2 separate regions of the Ovis aries genome follow, and region 1 is linked to region 2. A link is a contact called in public Hi-C data. All regions are on one chromosome and are shown on one strand. The core of a region is the stretch at or near the end of the contact, and the rest is flanking DNA. Distances in the headings are between cores, read along the strand shown.

What was found. A called contact is a pair of places that touch in the nucleus more often than the background predicts.
Region 1: a Hi-C map of liver shows a contact between it and region 2, with 2.3 times the contacts expected there. The contact joins the enhancer-like site here to the promoter of GMIP in region 2. A contact is called at or near these places in 5 of 16 Hi-C or Micro-C datasets (blood, hypothalamus and liver).

What each region holds. Positions count from the first base shown.
Region 1 is chr5:3,585,839-3,589,916 of ARS-UI_Ramb_v3.0, forward strand. No RefSeq gene overlaps it. Among named protein-coding and RNA genes, the nearest start is that of CILP2, 24 kb to the right of the region's middle. Within about 2 kb of position 2,648, at least 3 of the 54 cell types and tissues checked have an H3K27ac peak or open chromatin away from gene starts, as enhancers often do. A contact at or near this core is called in liver, where this site is marked.
Region 2 is chr5:3,500,633-3,504,793 of ARS-UI_Ramb_v3.0, forward strand. GMIP (GEM interacting protein) reads left to right here and starts at 2,781. Exons shown (of 20, transcript XM_042249561.1): 1 at 2,781-2,884; 2 at 3,830-3,963. The coding sequence starts at 3,857. It overlaps ATP13A1 (ATPase 13A1), which reads left to right. Exons shown (of 26, transcript XM_027969333.3): 26 at 1-1,883.

The sequences.
Region 1 (4,078 bases), core at 1,398-3,897, 85 kb after region 2:
CATCCTTCTCATCCTCTGTCATTCCCTTTTCCTCCTGCCCTCAATCCCTCAGCATCAGTCTTTTCCAATGAGTCAACTCTTCGCATGAGGTGGCCAAAGTACTGGAGTTTCAACTTTAGCATCAATCCTTCCAAAGAAATCCCAGGGCTGATCTCCTTCAGAATGGACTGGTTGGATCTCCTTGCAGTCCAAGGGACTCTCAAGAGTCTTCTCCAACACCACAGTTCAAAAGCATCAATTCTTCGGCGCTCAGCCCTCTTCACAGTCCAACTCTCCATATCCATACGTGACTACTGGAAAAACCATAGCCTTGACTAGACAGACCTTAGTCGGAAAAGTAATGTCTCTGCTTTTGAATATGCTATCTAGGTTGGTCATAACTTTTCTTCCAAGGAGTAAGCGTCTTTTAATTTCATGGCTGCAGTCACCATCTGCAGTGATTTTGGAGTCCAAAAAAATAAAGTCTGACACTGTTTCTATTGTTTCCCCATATATATCCCATGAAGTGATGGGACCGGATGCCATGATCTTCGTTTTCTGAATGTTGAGCTTTAAGCCAACTTTTCCACTCTCTTCTTTCACTTTCATCAAGAGGCTTTTTAGTTCCTCTTCACTTTCGGCCATAAGGGTGGTGTCATCTGCATATCTGAGGTTGTTGATATTTCTCCCAGAAATCTTGATTCCAGCTTGTGCTTCTTCCAGTCCAGCATTTCTCATGATGTACTCTGCATAGAAGTTAAATAAGCAGGGTGGCAATATACAGCCTTGATGTACTCCTTTTCCTATTTGGAACCTGTCTGTTCAATGTCCAGTTCTAACTGTTGCATCCTGACCTGCATACAGATTTCTCAAGAGGCAGGTCAAGTGGTCTGGTATTCCCATCTCTTTCAGAATTTTCCACAGTTTATTGTGATCCACACAGTCAAAGGCTTTGGCATAGTCAATAAAGCAAAAATACATGTTTTTCTGGAACTCTGTTGCTTTTTTGACGACCCAGCAGATGTTGGCAATTTGATCTCTGGTTCCTCTGCCTTTTCTAAAACCAGCTTGAACATTAGGAAGTTCACGGTTCACGTATTGCTGAAGCCTGGCTTGCAGAATTTTGAGCATTACTTTATCAGCATGTGAGATGAGTGCAATTGTGCGGTAGTTTGAGCATTCTTTGGCATTGCCTTTCTTTGGAATTGGAATGAAAACTGACCTTTTCCAGTCCTGTGTCCATTGCTGAGTTTTCCAAATTTGCTGGCATATTGAGTGCAGCACTTTCACAGCATCATCTTTCAGGATTTGAAACAGCTCAACTGGAATTCCATCACCTCCACTAGCTTTGTTCGTAGTGATGCTTTCTAAGGCCCACTTGACTTCACATTCCAGGATGTCTGGCTCTAGATGAGTGATCACACCATCGTGATTATCTTGGTCGTGAAGATCTTTTTTGTACAGTTCTTCTGTGTATTCTTGCCACCTCTTCTTAATATCTTCTGCTTCTGTTAGGTCCATACCATTTCTGTCCTTTATCGAGCCCATCTTTGCATGAAATGTTCCCTTGGTATCTCTAATTTTCTTGAAGAGATCTCTAGTCTTTCCCATTCTGTTCTTTTCCTCCATTTCTTTGCATTGATCGCTGAAGAAGGCTTTCTTATCTCGTCTTGCTATTCTCTGGAATTCTGCATTCAGATGCTTATATCTTTCCTTTTCTCCTTTGCTTTTCGCTTCTCTTCTTTTCACAGCTATTTGTAAGGCCTCCCCAGACAGCCATTTTGCTTTTTTGCATTTCTTTTCCATGAGGATGGTCTTGATCCCTGTCTCCTGTACAACGTCACGAACCTCATTCCATAGCTCATCAGGCACTCTTTCTATCAGATCTAGTCCCTTAAATCTATTTCTCACTTCCACTGTATAATCATAAGGGATTTGATTTAGATCATACCTGAATGGTCTAGTGGTTTTCCCTACTTTGTTCAATTTGAGTCTGAATTTGGCAATAAGGAGTTCATGATCTGAGCCACAGTCAGCTCCTGATCTTGTTTTTGTTGACTGTATAGAGCTTCTCCATCTTTGGCTGCAAAGAACATAATCAATCTGATTTTGGTGTTGACCATCTGGTGAGGTCCATGTGTAGAGTCTTCTCTTGTGTTGTTGGAAGAGGGTGTTTGCTATGACCAGTGCATTTTCTTGGCAAATCTCTATTAGCCTTTGCCCTGCTTCATTCCGCATTCCAAGGCCAAATTGACAAAAATCAAGAGAGGATGTCACAAGTCAGAAAGGCAGATCTCAGGAGCAGAAAGTGAAGCCTCACCAGCGTGGCTGGACTGAGCCACATGGGCTCAGTGGAACCACAGGGCCATAAACCAGTTCAAGAAGCACTCAGAGGCAGAGAGCACAGTCAGCTCTTGAGCTCATTTGCAGCAAAAATGTCGCCAGAGGCCGTGGGGTGTGAGAGGGAAACACCCAAGGTGTGGGGAGAGCTGCCAGGCAGGTCCTGAGGGAAGGGAAAGTGGGATGCACCAGGAGAGGTCGTCTGAACCCTGGAGAGGAGGCGGAGAGCACAGGTGCTGGAGAAAACCCTGCAGGGGTGTCCCAGGGGAAACAGACGACGTTGCAACTTCTGTGTCCCCGGCGGCCCTAGCGCTCGCTGCTCACTTGCCCCCTCTCCTGGCCATGGCGTGAAAGCAGCTCTGGGTTGGTTTAGCCTCCAGCTTCCGGCTGGGTCTCCTAGAGGGTTTCAATTTGAGCAAACTCCCTACCTCAAATTCTTCACCTAAAGTCGCACTTTACTAACATTTCATATTACATTACTCAAAAAATGCCTGAAATGTGGCCACACGACAGTAATCGAACTATAAGGATTACAGGAGCTCAGAGGAATCGCCCTGCCGGCAGAGCGGGAGCTGATGGCGCCTGCATGCAATGGAGAGGACGTTGAGGCCCGGAGGCTTGGTGACCTGTGCCCCAGGCCCCCAGTTAGGAGAGAGGTAGGCAGACCCAAGGCCTTGAGCCTGAAAGCTGATCAGGGGAGACTGCTCATCAGTACAGCGACTCAAGACGGCAATTTTCTAGAATCTATTATTATTAAAAATGCACACACTCTCTCCCTCAGCAGTTTGCCTGCTGATAATTTTCCTACAGGAACATGCAAATGCCTGCAAAATGATGCACTTCCTGCTACATTTTTTGTAATTGCAAGAAAAGGAAAAGAAATATTTGTCAGTTGAGAACTATTTGGAGCTTCCCCAATGACTCAGCAGTAATCTGCCTGTGACGCTAGAGATGCTGGTTTGACCCCTGGGTTAGGAAGATCCCCTGGAGGAGGAAATGGCAAACTACTCCAGTATTCTTGCCTGGAAGAAATCCCGTGGACAAAGGCGCCTGATGGGCTACAATCCATGGGGTCGCAAAGGGTCAGACACGACAGCATAACTAAGCCCGAAGCACAGGGACTGTTTAAATCAGGCGGTTGAGTCATGTAGTGGAATAGTATACAACCATTAAAAAGCTGAAGCCGTTTTTCTCCACAACGTGTTACTGTAAAGAATAGGAAGATAACAATTTGGTACATTTTTTAAAATGAGGTATCCAGATAGCTTTGGAAGGAGACACGGGTCACATCCACGACCACTGGGGAAGGAACCAAGGATCGGGGATTGGTGCAGACTACCCTTGGGCAGTCTGCATTCTAGAAATCCCTAAGGGCCTGGTGGGCTACAGTTTGTGGGGGTCTCAAGGGTCAGACACGGCTTAGCAACTAAACAACAACAAAAAGAGGCTTGTGCAGGAAGAGGAGGAGGAGCCCTTGGAACACTGACCACGCCCCAGTCAGTTCTGCTTGTCACCCACCCACTAATGCTTGGCTTGGCCTACGTGATCCGGGATCTTACCTGAGAGGAGGCGCACTGGAGAAGGGTCTATCTGGAAAGCCGCCGCTCAGGGAGGAGAGGGTGGGCGATTCAGGCGCTGATTCCCACCATCGTCCACCAGGGGTCGCCAGGGCCCTGCAGAGAGTACAGAGCTGGAGGCCTGGAGACCTGCTGCTCCCGGGCAAGGGACCCCAGGATGGAAGACCCCTTACCTGCTAGCT
Region 2 (4,161 bases), core at 1,531-4,030:
GTTTTTCATGAGGATATGTTACCTGCACTTCTGTTGCCACCAACACAAGTCTGAGTTCTTACGTATCAGCTCACTGTCGGTATATGCATGGACTGAAGGGCTGCCGTGACTAAAAGTCTTTCTGCTTCCACTTCTTGGGTCAATGAGGTCACTTCTGAGTGCGAGTCTACACGCTGTGTCATCCATAAAGAAATGCTGCTAGCCGAAAAATGTCACCTGAGCTTGACATTTTGTATGATGGGATTAAAATTACCAACCGCATTAAAGCACATGCCCTTAACTCACATCTGTTCGAGCAGCTTTGTGAAGAGACAGACACAGAGCACAAGCGTCTCTTCTCTTCTACACAGACGTGAGATGCTTTCTAATGGCAGATCACCGAGGCTTCCCTGGTTGTACAGTGAATAGGAATCCACCTTCTAATGCAGGGGACATGGGTTCGATCCCTAGTCCAGGAAGATTCCACACGCCAAGGAGCAACTTAGCCCATGTACCACAGTGACTGAGCCCTCAGCTGCAACTGCTGTAGCCCATGCGCCTAGAGCCTGTGCTCTCCAATGAGAAGCCTGCACACTGCAATGAAGGGCAGTCCCTGCTCAGACAAAGCAACGGAGACCCAACACAGCCAAAAATAATACATAAAAATAAATTACACAAAAGTGGATCCCTAGCCAGAGTTTTTGAGTTATGGGAGCTGCTCTAGAGATTTCTTTTAGAAAAACAGTCACCACTGGCAGCATATTCCAGTGACAGAATGGGTTGCAAAATTTGCTTATTTGTGTGACATCTTCAACCTGCTCAGTGAACTCAATCTGTCACTTCAGGGGCAAACAACTAAGTTCAAGTCAGCAGATAAAGTGGCTGCATTCAAACACACACCAGAATTATGGGGGCAACGAGTGAACATTGGGGACTTTTGACATGTTTCAAACGTTAGCAGAGATTTTGAAAGGGACTGAGCCAGGGCCTACTTTCTCCCAGCTGATGAATGATCACCCACCGCAGCTTTCAAGAGTTTGAGCACTACTTCCCAACCACAGAAGACCCCCAAATTGGGAAGGAATGGATCCTCAACCCATTTGTGAAAAAGCCAGGTGGATTGACTTTGTCCATGCTAGAAAAGGATCAGCTGATTGAGATCAAAAATGATGGTGGCCTTAAAAGTATGTTTGAGATCATTTCAAATTTCTGTATGTTCTGGATGGGCTTTCCTAGTGGCTCAGGTGGTAAAGAGTCTGATCCCTGGAGAAAGGAATGGCAACCCACTCCAGTCTGGAAACTCCATGGACTGAGGAGCCTGGTGGGCTACAGTCCATGAGGTCGCAAAGAGTCAGACACAGCTGAGCAACTAACACTTGCAGGCTTGGTGGCGCTAGTAGTAAAGAACCTGCCTCCAACGCAGGAGACTTAAGAGGTACCAGTTCGATCCCTGGGTCAGGAAGATCCCCTGGAGGAGGGCTTGGTAACCCATTCCAGTCTTCTTGCCTGGAGGATCCCGTGGACAATGTGGCCCATAGCCCATAAGGTCCGACACAACTGAAACGACTTAGCACGCACACATGTTCTGGATTAAAGTCAAAGCAGACTATCCAGCGATTGCCACAAAAGCCCTGAAAATCCTGCTTCCATTTCCACTTCCATTCCATCTCATCTTTGTGAAGCAGGGTTTTCTGCAGTGACAGCAACCAGAACGAGATCCCAGAGTAGACCGGACATAAGCAACACACTTCAGATGTCATTGTCCCCCATCAACCCCAGATAGGACCTTCCAGCTGCAGGAAAACAAGCTCGGGGCTCTCACTGATTTGCATTATGGTGAGATGTATACATATTTTATTGTGTATCACAATGTAATAATGAAATAAAGTGCACAATAAACGTGATGCTCTCCAATCATCCTGAAACCATAGCCCTGCTCCGACCGCCCCTATTCATGGGAAAACTGTCTTCCAGAAAACCGGTCCCTGGTGACAAAAAGACTGAGGACTGCTGTGTTCAGTCAGTTCAGTCGCTCAAGTTGTGTCCGACTCTTTGTGGACCCCATGGACTGCACCTTCCCTGTCCATCACCAACTCTGGGAGCTTGGTCAAACTCATGTCCATCGAGTTGGTGATGCCATCCAACTATCTCATCTTCTGGCGTCCCCTTCACCTCCCGCCTCTAATCTTTCCCAGCAACAGGGTCTTTTCCAATGAATCAGTTCTTCGCATCAGGTGGCCAAAGTATTGGGGTTTCAGCTTCAGCATCAGTCCTTCCAGTGAATATTCAGGACTGATTTCCTTTAGGCTGAACTGGTTTGATCTCCTTGCAGTCCAAGGGACTGTCAAGAGTCTTCAACACCACAGTTTAAAAGCATCAGTTCTTCGGCGTTCGGCTTTTGGGGACTTCAGATTCAACCGGAATGGGGCAGAACATCAGACCACCACCAGGGGGCTCCCACTGAGTTCCAAGAGACTTCTGGGCAGGGGTGTCACTGGGTCGTAGAACGGGAAAAGTTTGGGACAGGCTCCTCTGGCCAGGCAGACTGTGTGGGCTCAGTGTAAGGGGAATATGCTGGGGTTAGGGGGCCCCACAAAGATCTGGGAAGAGGAAACCCTAGCCGGGATGGGGTCGTTTCGGCCGGTCACCCAGGAAGTCCTGAGTGCACCCGCGGCCGCTGCGGCAGGGGGCGTGGTCCGCGCGTCTTTGCCTGGAGGGTGTGGCCTAGCAGCAGGGGCGTGGTTGGGGCGGGGCCTTCGCGAGGCGGGGCCGCGCGGAACCCCGGCAGCGGCGGCTGAGGCAGGAAACCGGGGCTTGGCCCCGGCGGCGCCGGCGCGCGATTCCATCCCAGTCCCCGTCCTAGCCGAGCGACCCTAGGGCCGGAGCATGGACTCAACAGAGCCGGGTAGGCGGTCCGGGACTCGTGATCCTCGAGGGGCCTCTCCCGACCGTATCCTACTTCCTAAATCAGTGAGGGTCCCCTCCTGCCCCTCTCTGTCCGGAGAGCTGGGAGAGGAGTTCCTGAATGGGGAGGACGCGGGATTCTCCACTGTGGGGACTCCCAAGCTGAGAGGGGGCCCGGGACACCAGCCCCTGACCCCCTCCCCCGTAAGAGTTCACCCCGGATGTCTGGGGGAGGGGGCCCAGGAAGGGGAAGTGGCCGCTTCTGCTTCTGATATTTGTGATGGGGGCAGGGTGTCACGACTGCTGATGGAGAGGGCAACGCGGCAGGATCCCCACCCAGCTACTCCATTGCCCAGGGAGGGGAACATGCTGATCTGCGCCCCCTAGAAGGGGTGCCTGCAGCAGAAACGTGGCGAGGTCCGACTTTGTTTCCGCCAGTCTTTGTGTCTCTGATTTGCATATCGAGTGTCATTTGGTCTTTATGCCTCTCCGGGTTTCAATCTGCCCGTGTGTGTTTCTGCCGCGGGCCCTGTGCTGGTCTGTCCCACGTGTATTTCCATCTGCCTGGCCTGAGGTCCGTGTGGCTCCATTGTCAAGCTGTCTCTGTCCCTGGAGACAGTGCGGCTGTATCTAGGACATCTGTTTTGTCACTTTGGTTCTAGGCCCATGCATGTGTGGGTGTCTCTGCTTCTCCAAGCAATGCTCTGTGTTGGGTTGCGCCTGAGTCCATCTGCCTGTCCTGAGTCGGGCTCCACCCAAGCCCACACTCCCGCCATCCCAGCCCAAACACCCACACCATCCTGCATGCCCCATGGGACCAGAACTCTCTCTCTCTCTCTCTCTCTCTCTCTCTCTCTCTTTCTCTTTCCTTTCTCTTTCCCTCCTCCCACCCCACCTACCCACCCCCACCCCCACACACACACCACACCGCCCTGCCAAGGTGCAGTGGGTGGAGAGAGGCTTCTGTTGGCCTATGTGTGATACTCCCCTCTCCAAGGGTTACCCCCGGCTCCTGAGAGCAGGAAGAGGTACAGTGACATCTTCCGAAGCCTGGACAACCTCGAGATCTCACTGGGGAACGTGTGAGTCTGAGCCTGAGTCACCCCAAATTCTGCCAGAACCCCTAAATCCCTAACCATTTAGGGTCCCTAAGCCCCATTAGGAACCTGCAGCTTCTGGATGCACTTACCTAATAACCCAAGAAGCCTAAGAGAGGGCCCTCAACACATCTGAATATCCCCAAATTCAACCCCCTAAATCCACCAGCAACCCCCAGAG